Regions from separate parts of the Pan troglodytes genome. Here region 1 is linked to region 2. Evidence: chromatin contacts called from public Hi-C data. All regions are on one chromosome and are shown on one strand. The core of a region is the stretch at or near the end of the contact, and the rest is flanking DNA. Distances in the headings are between cores, read along the strand shown. Region 1 overlaps LTBP1 (latent transforming growth factor beta binding protein 1). Region 2 overlaps LTBP1 (latent transforming growth factor beta binding protein 1).

Region 1 (4,236 bases), core at 11-2,510, 330 kb before region 2:
TTTGTGTTTTTCCTGCTACACTAGGAGTGATCCACTCACCTATATTCCCCCTCCTTTAGGTGACAGAAGTCCTACATCTTGATTATCCTGTATTGGTGAACTGGAAAGGAACCTTGGGTAATCACACACAGATGTATAATAACCAACAGGTTGTTAGGCTCTAAATGTCTTCCTAGCTGGACTGCATTCTCATTAGTTATTATTTAAAATAATATAAGTAACAGTATGACACAAAAATTGCATATGTATTTGATACTATTAATAAATAAAGCAGTTTTTGTTTCAGACTTATATTCATTTAATTTAGCTATTAAGGTCTAAAGTTGCTAGGAAAGTTTTTGTGATTTGCTTTGTGAAGTAGTGTAGTAACATGCTGCTTGGTAAAAATAATAGTAATTGCCTTTCACAGAATCAGAAATGCTTTTCATACCTAGTGAGGAAAGGCTATGCTTCTTTTAAAAAGCTTACATATTCATATCAGCTTTATGTTCAGATTAATTTAGGATGTTCATAAAAAACAAGGATTTGATCAAGCTCAGCTTTATGTTCAAATAATTTAGGATGTTCATGAAAAACAAGGATTCGATCAAGCTCCATTAGGAAGTCTTTGACAAGAAACCAAAAGAAATGATTGGGACTTTCAATTTCACATGCATTTACTGAATATTTACTGTGTGCCAGGCAGTGTGCTAGCAGCCAAACTAAATATTCTTTAGTTTCAATGAATAATTGATAACTGGAATGTTTCTTCCATCATTTCTAGTATAAGTGGGTTTTTTTTCATTTTTAGTAGAGAGCTATATTTTTATAGGACAAAACATGTAATACTGTCCCCTCTGTTGATATTAAGTCAAATATTTTATCTGTTCAGTCAAAGCCCAGTTCTGGTGTTAATGGGCCTGGATTAAATTAATTAAAGGATTAACTTACTGTATCATTACCTGTGTGCACCAGGCACCCTTCTGAATTGCAGACAGAATGTAGGAAGATCTAACTAAACTTTAACCTTACAAGTACAAACCACTTCTAGGTGTTCTCAGGTGTGAACAATCAGATGCAAGCAGGAAAGAGATCAGAAACACTGACAATAATAGTGCATGAAATAATAGCTCCTATAGAGTTTTAGAAGAAAGGGTTGAGCTGACTATGGTGGGGAAAAAAGGGACTTTTTTTTTTTTTAAATGTGTGTGATGTTCTACAGAAACAGCAATCTGAAAGCTAACTGGCTACAGCTGGATGGACTTTCTTTTGTATGGAGACGCTGCCTCTAGTGTTTAGGAAAAAATGCACACTAGAAAATAGTGCAACATTATGGTGCCATCTGTCTTGAAAATGAATTATTTTTTATTGTCTGCTTTATAGTAGTTCCCAGACAACGAAAAAACTTCAACTAGCTTTGGTGCTATTTTGCATATGGACAGTTTCAGCAGGCAGAAGCCTTTAAAGTTGTATTTCAAAGGGCCTCAGGAGTTATCGATGTGATGTGATGAGACTGTTTGCCATAAGCCTCTCAAGACGCCACGGCCCTAACCCCCTCCCCGGCTCCCTGGGGGACAGGAGAGCAGATGGAGTCGTGTTTGCACCATTCACCGTCCTAATTGGGTTTGTGACTGGCTGTTAGGGCATCTTTCTCTCAGATGGCATTTTCTTCTTTAATTCAAAGTTTCACTTTCTCCTTAGCAGCGTTCTGGATTGTTTTTGAGGGAATGATGGTGTGTATACGCAAATCTACAGAGTTAGAAGAAAGAGACGAGACTTGAAGGATTGTTGTTCTAAAAAAAAAAAGGCTAAAATGCATTTATTTCTCAGACTTCTTTAGAATAAGTTCAAATGAAAAAGGAATACTGAAAACATTTTCAGAACCCATGAAAACACTTGTCGGTATTAATATAATTAAGGTATTTAAGTTTAAATGTTTAAAGCTGATCTTTGAGGTGTTTTAGCTGGGCTTCTACTTAAAATTTTGTAGTGTGAATGTATATCAACTATTTATAAACTAGCTGAAGGCAGTTAAGCTATTAATGTTTGGATTTTAAAATCTATAAGGATCAGAAAATGGGTTTTGTATTCCATATCATCTAGAATGATGACAGGCCTGGAAGCATAGGACAGAGCTGGCACATTTTCAAAGGAATTCTTCCCTGGTCTGGATACTATAATGAACACAACTGCATTTTGGTGGATTTATTATATACAGTACACAACATATATAACCATTTGGAAGTTGGGTTTGCTTTCTGGTTAGAGGTGCACTGGCTATAGCTGATTATGTATAGGGTTTGAAATAGCATCTGGTTAAAAATTTGAGGGGCTGACATTTCCTCTCAGAGACTGGTGAAAATGAATAAATACGCAATATGGAAATATCCATGCCAATCAATTAGTAAAAGGGTTTAAATAAAAAAAAAAGGATGCAATTTGAACATTTACGATTATGCCAGTGGGCAGTAGGTGGCAAGCTTTGCTTTTCAATGTTCTTTGGTTTTATTTTTATGCCGCAGAATGCCAAAATTTGAAGAGGGGGGTTTGACTCCACTGGAATATGTCATTTCTTGGCAGTGCAACCTCGAACCACCTTCTTTGCTCATTGTGCATAATTGCCTTTCTTTGGATGCTGTAGCCGACCCTTGGTTCCCCTTGTTGCCGATGGATAGGAATTAATTCATATGAGCAATGCTCTATTCTCTTGTGATTTTAGCAACACGTTGCTAACGGAGAAAATAAATTAGAAACAAATGAGTTTCTTAAAGCAGTCCTTGTATGATTTATAAGAGATTTTCTTGTGTAGTTTTACTTAGTTCTAAATGACACATAAATTGCTTTTAATTTAAAAAATTCTAACTGGCTACATACCTTGATATGGAGATGAGAAGTAAGCAAAACTGCGTAGAGTTCCATGAAAGTGTTTTGAAAAATTAGAGAGGAAAAACACATTTTGAGACCAGAATGGAAGACCATTATCTTTTCATAGGCTAAACTGTGTAGTCAGGATTTGAATTTTAAATCCGGAAAAGAGACCAAGCCTGAAATGGGAGTGATGGTGAGGTGGACACCAAATTATTTTATAGTCTACGGTATTTGTTCATACTTTCTAGATAAAAAAATCTTTTTGGGTTGTTTTATGCATTGTGAGAAATTCGGAAGAATGGAGAAGAATGCAAAAGCATATCAAATCACTGTAAACATTTTATAGTCTACAAATATTTAACACTTGCTGTGTACTCAATTTTTTGTAGGCCGTTTGTTAGAATTGAGTTCACATGGGGTATAATTCTACGTTCACGACTTGATATTCTCAACCTCAGTTCAGCATTTTTTCTTTTTAGAAAAGAGATCGTTCATAATGATTATGATTTACAACACACATATTTTAAAGGACAGTAATAAAAAAACCCAAACTGTTGTACCCACCACGTAGCTGAAGAAATAAAAACACTGTTGTCATTATCTTAGAGGCTCTTATGTGGTCCTTGTTAATTCCTTTGTCCTTTTTTCCCAGAAAATAATTTATATCAGTTATTTCCTGCTTTTCTTTATAGTGTTACCACATTTTTAGGTATATCTGGATACTGTGCTGTTTAGTTTTTGACTTTTAGACAAATGTCATATTGTTTGTATTCTTCTGAGACTTGCTTTTCTTGCTCAAGGTGTTTTTGACATTCTTCTGTAACAGTGGCTCTCAAACTGGAGCATGAATCAGAATCGCCAGTGGAGGGCTTGCTGAATAAAATACGGCTTGTTGGGCCCCACCTCAGAGTTTCCGATTTGGTGGGTCTGGGGAGGGGTGGAGAATTTGGGTGGCTGACAAACTCGCAGATGGTGCCAATGCTGAATGCTGCTGGAGGGGACCGCACTTTGAGAACCGCTGATTAAAGCTGGGGATTCTTTTACTTTTTATAGTAGCCCATTATGTCAGTATACTACAATTTATCATTTCTACTGATAATGAACACTGGGTTGTTTTTAGTGTTTTGCTGTTACAACAGGGTCATGATGAACATTTTTTCTTTCTTTTTTTGAGACAGAGTCTCACTCTGTCACCCAGGCTGGAGTGCAGTGGGGCAATCTCCTCACTGCAACCTCTGCCTCCTGGGTTCAAGCTATTCTCCTGCCTTAGCCTCCCAAGTAGCTGGGATTACAGGTGCGTGCCACCATGTCTGGCTAAGTTTTGTATTTTTAGTAGAGACGGGGTTTCACCATGTTGGCCAGTCTGGACTTGTACTCCTGACCTCAGTT
Region 2 (4,243 bases), core at 377-2,876:
AGTGAGAAGCCTGATGGCTTATGAAGGACAAGCAAGATAGTGGGCATTTTATATAGAAGTAGGAAGCTATAGAGAACTATTGTGTCGGGACCGGATGGGCAGCTGGAATTTCAGCTGATGGAATGACACCCAGTTGGAGATGACAGAGAATTGATCCATTGAAAGACCAGACTGGATTCAGACTTTTACTTGGAAGTCACTCTTAGAAATAGAGATGGAAACTTTGAGACTTGCTGGCTTCCAACACAGTGTTTATAAATAGGAGTAACTGTGCGATTTTCATGGAACTATGTCTTCCCTTTCAGAACAAACAGAAGAAACTGATGTCTACCAAGATTTGTGCTGGGAACATCTGAGTGATGAGTACGTGTGTAGCCGGCCTCTTGTGGGCAAGCAGACAACGTACACTGAGTGCTGCTGTCTGTATGGAGAGGCCTGGGGCATGCAGTGTGCCCTCTGCCCCATGAAGGATTCAGGTGAGCCCATATCCAAAGGTTTCTGCAGGAGGCCTTTGGGGACAAGTTCATCTCACCTCCTTTGTAGCCTGACATTCTCTTCTGTATCTTTGCCTTCACTCCTGATATCTTACTTTCATCACGTGTGTGTGTGTGTGTGTGTGTGTGTGTGTGTGTGTGTGTGTAGGGCAGAATTGCATAAACATTTGGCTCCTGGTTTACCTCTACTCCCGACCCTGTCATTAATTTTTGAAACTCTCATTCCATTACCCCAATGAATGATAAATGACCCAAAAAAACATAACTTAGCAATCAGTGGCATAGGCTTAGAATTTATATTTCCTGGCAGTTCATTTTTTACTACAATTCTTCTCATTCCTAACAGTTTCTACTTAGACCAAAATGTGTATTAGAGACGGTAGAAAATCATTCTAGGTCAAAGTCCAAATTTTCATGTCAATCTCTGTATGTAGAGATATAAGAAACGAGTTAGAACAAAAAGGGAAAAGTACAGAAAGTAATCGAAGAAGTATTTCAACAAATCTCCTTTCCTTTCAAGTTCTAGATCTATCTGGGTTTAAACCTTTGGTCAAATGGAAAAGATGAGACAGGCTAAGCTCCCAGTTTCATCCCCTCTCCCAGTTTGGAGGAGGCCTGGAAGGTGCTGGCTTTGTGCTTCCTGGCTAGGCTGTTTGGTGACCGTTGAGTTGTGCACTGATTGCTAATTTCCCTTTTTTACCATCATAGCACCTTCTCATTAAAGGAAAGCACTCCAAAGTGTCCAGTATATCCTTTTGTAAAGTTGACTTGTTAAAGCTAGAAAGATCATGTGCAAGTAGAAAGCAAAGGAGTTTATTATGAATATATTCTCAGAATGGTCGAGAGGGGAAAAATTGCTTGAAAAGAGGAAATGCATTAATTTTTAGTTAATTCAATTAGAATATTTCTTTCAAGCTCTTTAGAAAATTAGCTTTGCAGCTTAGAAATAACTTAAAACCAATGTAGCATGAAAGAGAAAATAATTGGGAATTCCCGTAAGAAGAAAATGAATAGCCAAGGATAAAGAGCAAATACACAAAGCACTAGATGGCAATGATAGCAGCCCAGAATTGGAAAGAGGGCAGGTCTGGGGCCAGTTGGCACTGAGTCTGGAATCCAGCACTGCCATAGCAGCTGCATGACAAGGGGAAAATAACTTCACCCTGTACAGCTCATTTGTAAAACGGAGGCGTCTACATCTGTCCTGTTGGGTTGTTGCAAGGGCTGGGAGGATGTAGGTAGAGCAGGGGGTAATTACTAGCTTTACTGGTTGTTTCGGGCCCTGGAAGCAGATGCCACGGGGAGATAAAAGTGAAATCACTAAGTTAATGTGAGTTCAGTGAGGCTTTTGAGTCATTTTCTCACAATGCTACACTACCTCAAATCTTTTTTATTTATGCAGTGGTTTTATATTGTCTAATTTTTTCCCAAAAATCACATGTATTCCTCCTAAAGTATTAAAATAGTCAAAGAGGTTATATTCCCCTCCACCTACCCCATCACAGTTGAACTCTGCTTCTTAAAGATACTCACTTTTGACAGTTGGGTTTTTATCCTCCTAGCATTTTCCTGTATATTAATTATCATTATATATTTATATTAGTTATTGCTGTATATTAATATATTTATATCCAACAGAGTATTTATAACTGAAGTCTATATCATCAATCTAAGCTACACTTTGCTTGTTATTTTGCACTTCAGCATCCCTGAGATTGGGGTCATCTGATAATTATGACATATAACAATGTCCACAGGTTATTTTTCCCAATTTTTAACATCTATTATATCAAGATACATTTTACAATCTAGGATCTCTTAAAATAGATGAAAGTTAGAACTTAAAATTTTTTTATATTGATATATTTAGGGGTGCAAGTGTAGATTTCTTACCTGCAAGTATTCCATAGTGGTAAATAAAGTCTGCGTTTTTCGTGTACCCATAACAAGAATAGCGAACACTGTGCCCAACAGGTAATTTTTCAACCCTTACCCCACTTCCAGACTCCCACATTTTGGAGTCTCCAGTGTATATTACTCCATTCCATATGTCCATGTGTACCCATTGTTTAGCTACCATTTATAAGTGAGAACGTTCAGTATTTGACTTTCTGCTTCTGAGTAATTTCAATTAGGATAGTGACCTCCAGTTCCGCCCATGTTGCTGTAAAACACACGATTTTATTCTTGGTTACGGCTTAGTGGTATTACATGGATAAAGAAATTTTCTTACTGAGGCATTCCTACAGGTGCATATGTGGAGGTTCATTGCAGCATTGTTTATAAAAGGAAAATCAGGACTGGGGCAAGATGGGGCAGGGAAAGGTTAGGGGAGGAAGAAAAACAAGTGCCCAGCACAAGAGGTGTCTAAATAAATCATGTACATCTATAAAACAGATTCCATGCAGCTATTTTAAAATTACCATCTTTTGGCCTTGCCCAGTGGCTCATGTCTATAATCACAGCACTTTGGGAGGCCGAGGCGGGCGGATCATGAGGTCAGGAAAGATCAAGACCATACTGGCTAACACAGTGAAACCCTGTCTCTACTAAAAAATACAAAAAAATAGCCGGGCCTGGTGGCGCATGCCTGTAATCTCAGCTACTCAGGAGGCTGAGGCAGGAGAATAGCTTGAACCTGGGAGGTGGAGGTTGCAGTGAGCCGAGATCGCGCCACTGCACTCCAGCCTGGGCGACAGAGCGAGACTCTGTCTCAAAAAAAAAAAGAAGTTACATCATTTGAATTTAAATTAGTACAGCCTTTATGGAAAACAGTATGGAGATTTCTCAAAGAACTAAAAATAGAACTACCCTGCGATCCCACTAACTGCGTACCTACCCAAAGGGAATGTCTTTATCCATTCCTCCATTGGTGGATACTTAGGTTGATTCTATCTCTTTGCTATTGTGAGTAGTGCTACAGTAAACACACAAATGCAGATATCTTTTGGATATAATGAGTTCATTCCCTTTGGGTAGGTACCCATGAACAATGCTGCAATGAACCTCCATGTATGCATCTGCAGGAATGGCTTAGTAAGAAAATTTTGACAAATAAAAATACCAGGCTAAGTGTGTACATTTTAAATTTATGATATTATTCTGGCTGGCACCATGGCTTACGCCTGTAGTCCCAGCATGTTGGGAGGCTGAGGTGGGTGGATTGCCTGAGCTCAGGAGTTTGAGACCAGCCTGGGCAACATGGTGAAACCCCATCTCTACAAAACATACAAAAATTAGCCAAGCGTGGTGGTACACACCTGTAGTCCTAGCTACTTGGGAGGTTGAGGTGGGAGGATGGCTTCAGCCCGGGAGGCAGAGGTTGCAGTGGGCCAAGATCGCACCACTGCACTCCATCCTGGGCAGCAGAGCCAGACCCTGTCTCAAATAGATAAATAAAATTATTCCCCCAAAATATTGTAAAAATTTACACTCAATTTAATTGACTAGGTTTAAAAACCTTCAAGTATTTTGTTATGAGAAATGAATTTTTGAATAATGTAGCAATATTCTAAAAATGAATTTTATTTTAAATATTAAATCTATTCTAAAAATATGGATTTCAGAATATTGCATAAATTGTTTTCAACTAAAGTTTTCGAAAAACATTTTAAAAAGTAGATTAGAACAAATGCATATGAAGTATGTATTATATAATATTTTTGGAAAAATACAGAATATCAGCGGAAAAAAGATACCACATGCCAAATTTAAAAAAAAAATTAGCTTCATTGCTATACTGTTTCTAG

Evidence for each region. Hi-C and Micro-C count contacts between places; a contact is called where the count stands out from the background.
Region 1: a Hi-C map of stem cell-derived neural progenitor cells shows a contact between it and region 2, with 3 times the contacts expected there. The contact joins two enhancer-like sites. A contact is called at or near these places in 2 of 7 Hi-C or Micro-C datasets (induced pluripotent stem cells and stem cell-derived neural progenitor cells).

Annotation. Positions count from the first base shown.
Region 1 is chr12:89,796,770-89,801,005 of NHGRI_mPanTro3-v2.0_pri, reverse strand. The region is part of intron 3 of LTBP1 (latent transforming growth factor beta binding protein 1); the gene reads left to right. Among named protein-coding and RNA genes, the nearest start is that of LTBP1, 88 kb to the left of the region's middle. Within about 2 kb of position 1,260, at least 8 of the 24 cell types and tissues checked have an H3K27ac peak or open chromatin away from gene starts, as enhancers often do. A contact at or near this core is called in stem cell-derived neural progenitor cells, where this site is marked.
Region 2 is chr12:89,465,989-89,470,231 of NHGRI_mPanTro3-v2.0_pri, reverse strand. LTBP1 (latent transforming growth factor beta binding protein 1) reads left to right here. Exons shown (of 34, transcript XM_515398.8): 31 at 306-476. Among named protein-coding and RNA genes, the nearest start is that of RASGRP3, 37 kb to the right of the region's middle. Within about 2 kb of position 1,626, at least 5 of the 24 cell types and tissues checked have an H3K27ac peak or open chromatin away from gene starts, as enhancers often do. A contact at or near this core is called in stem cell-derived neural progenitor cells, where this site is marked.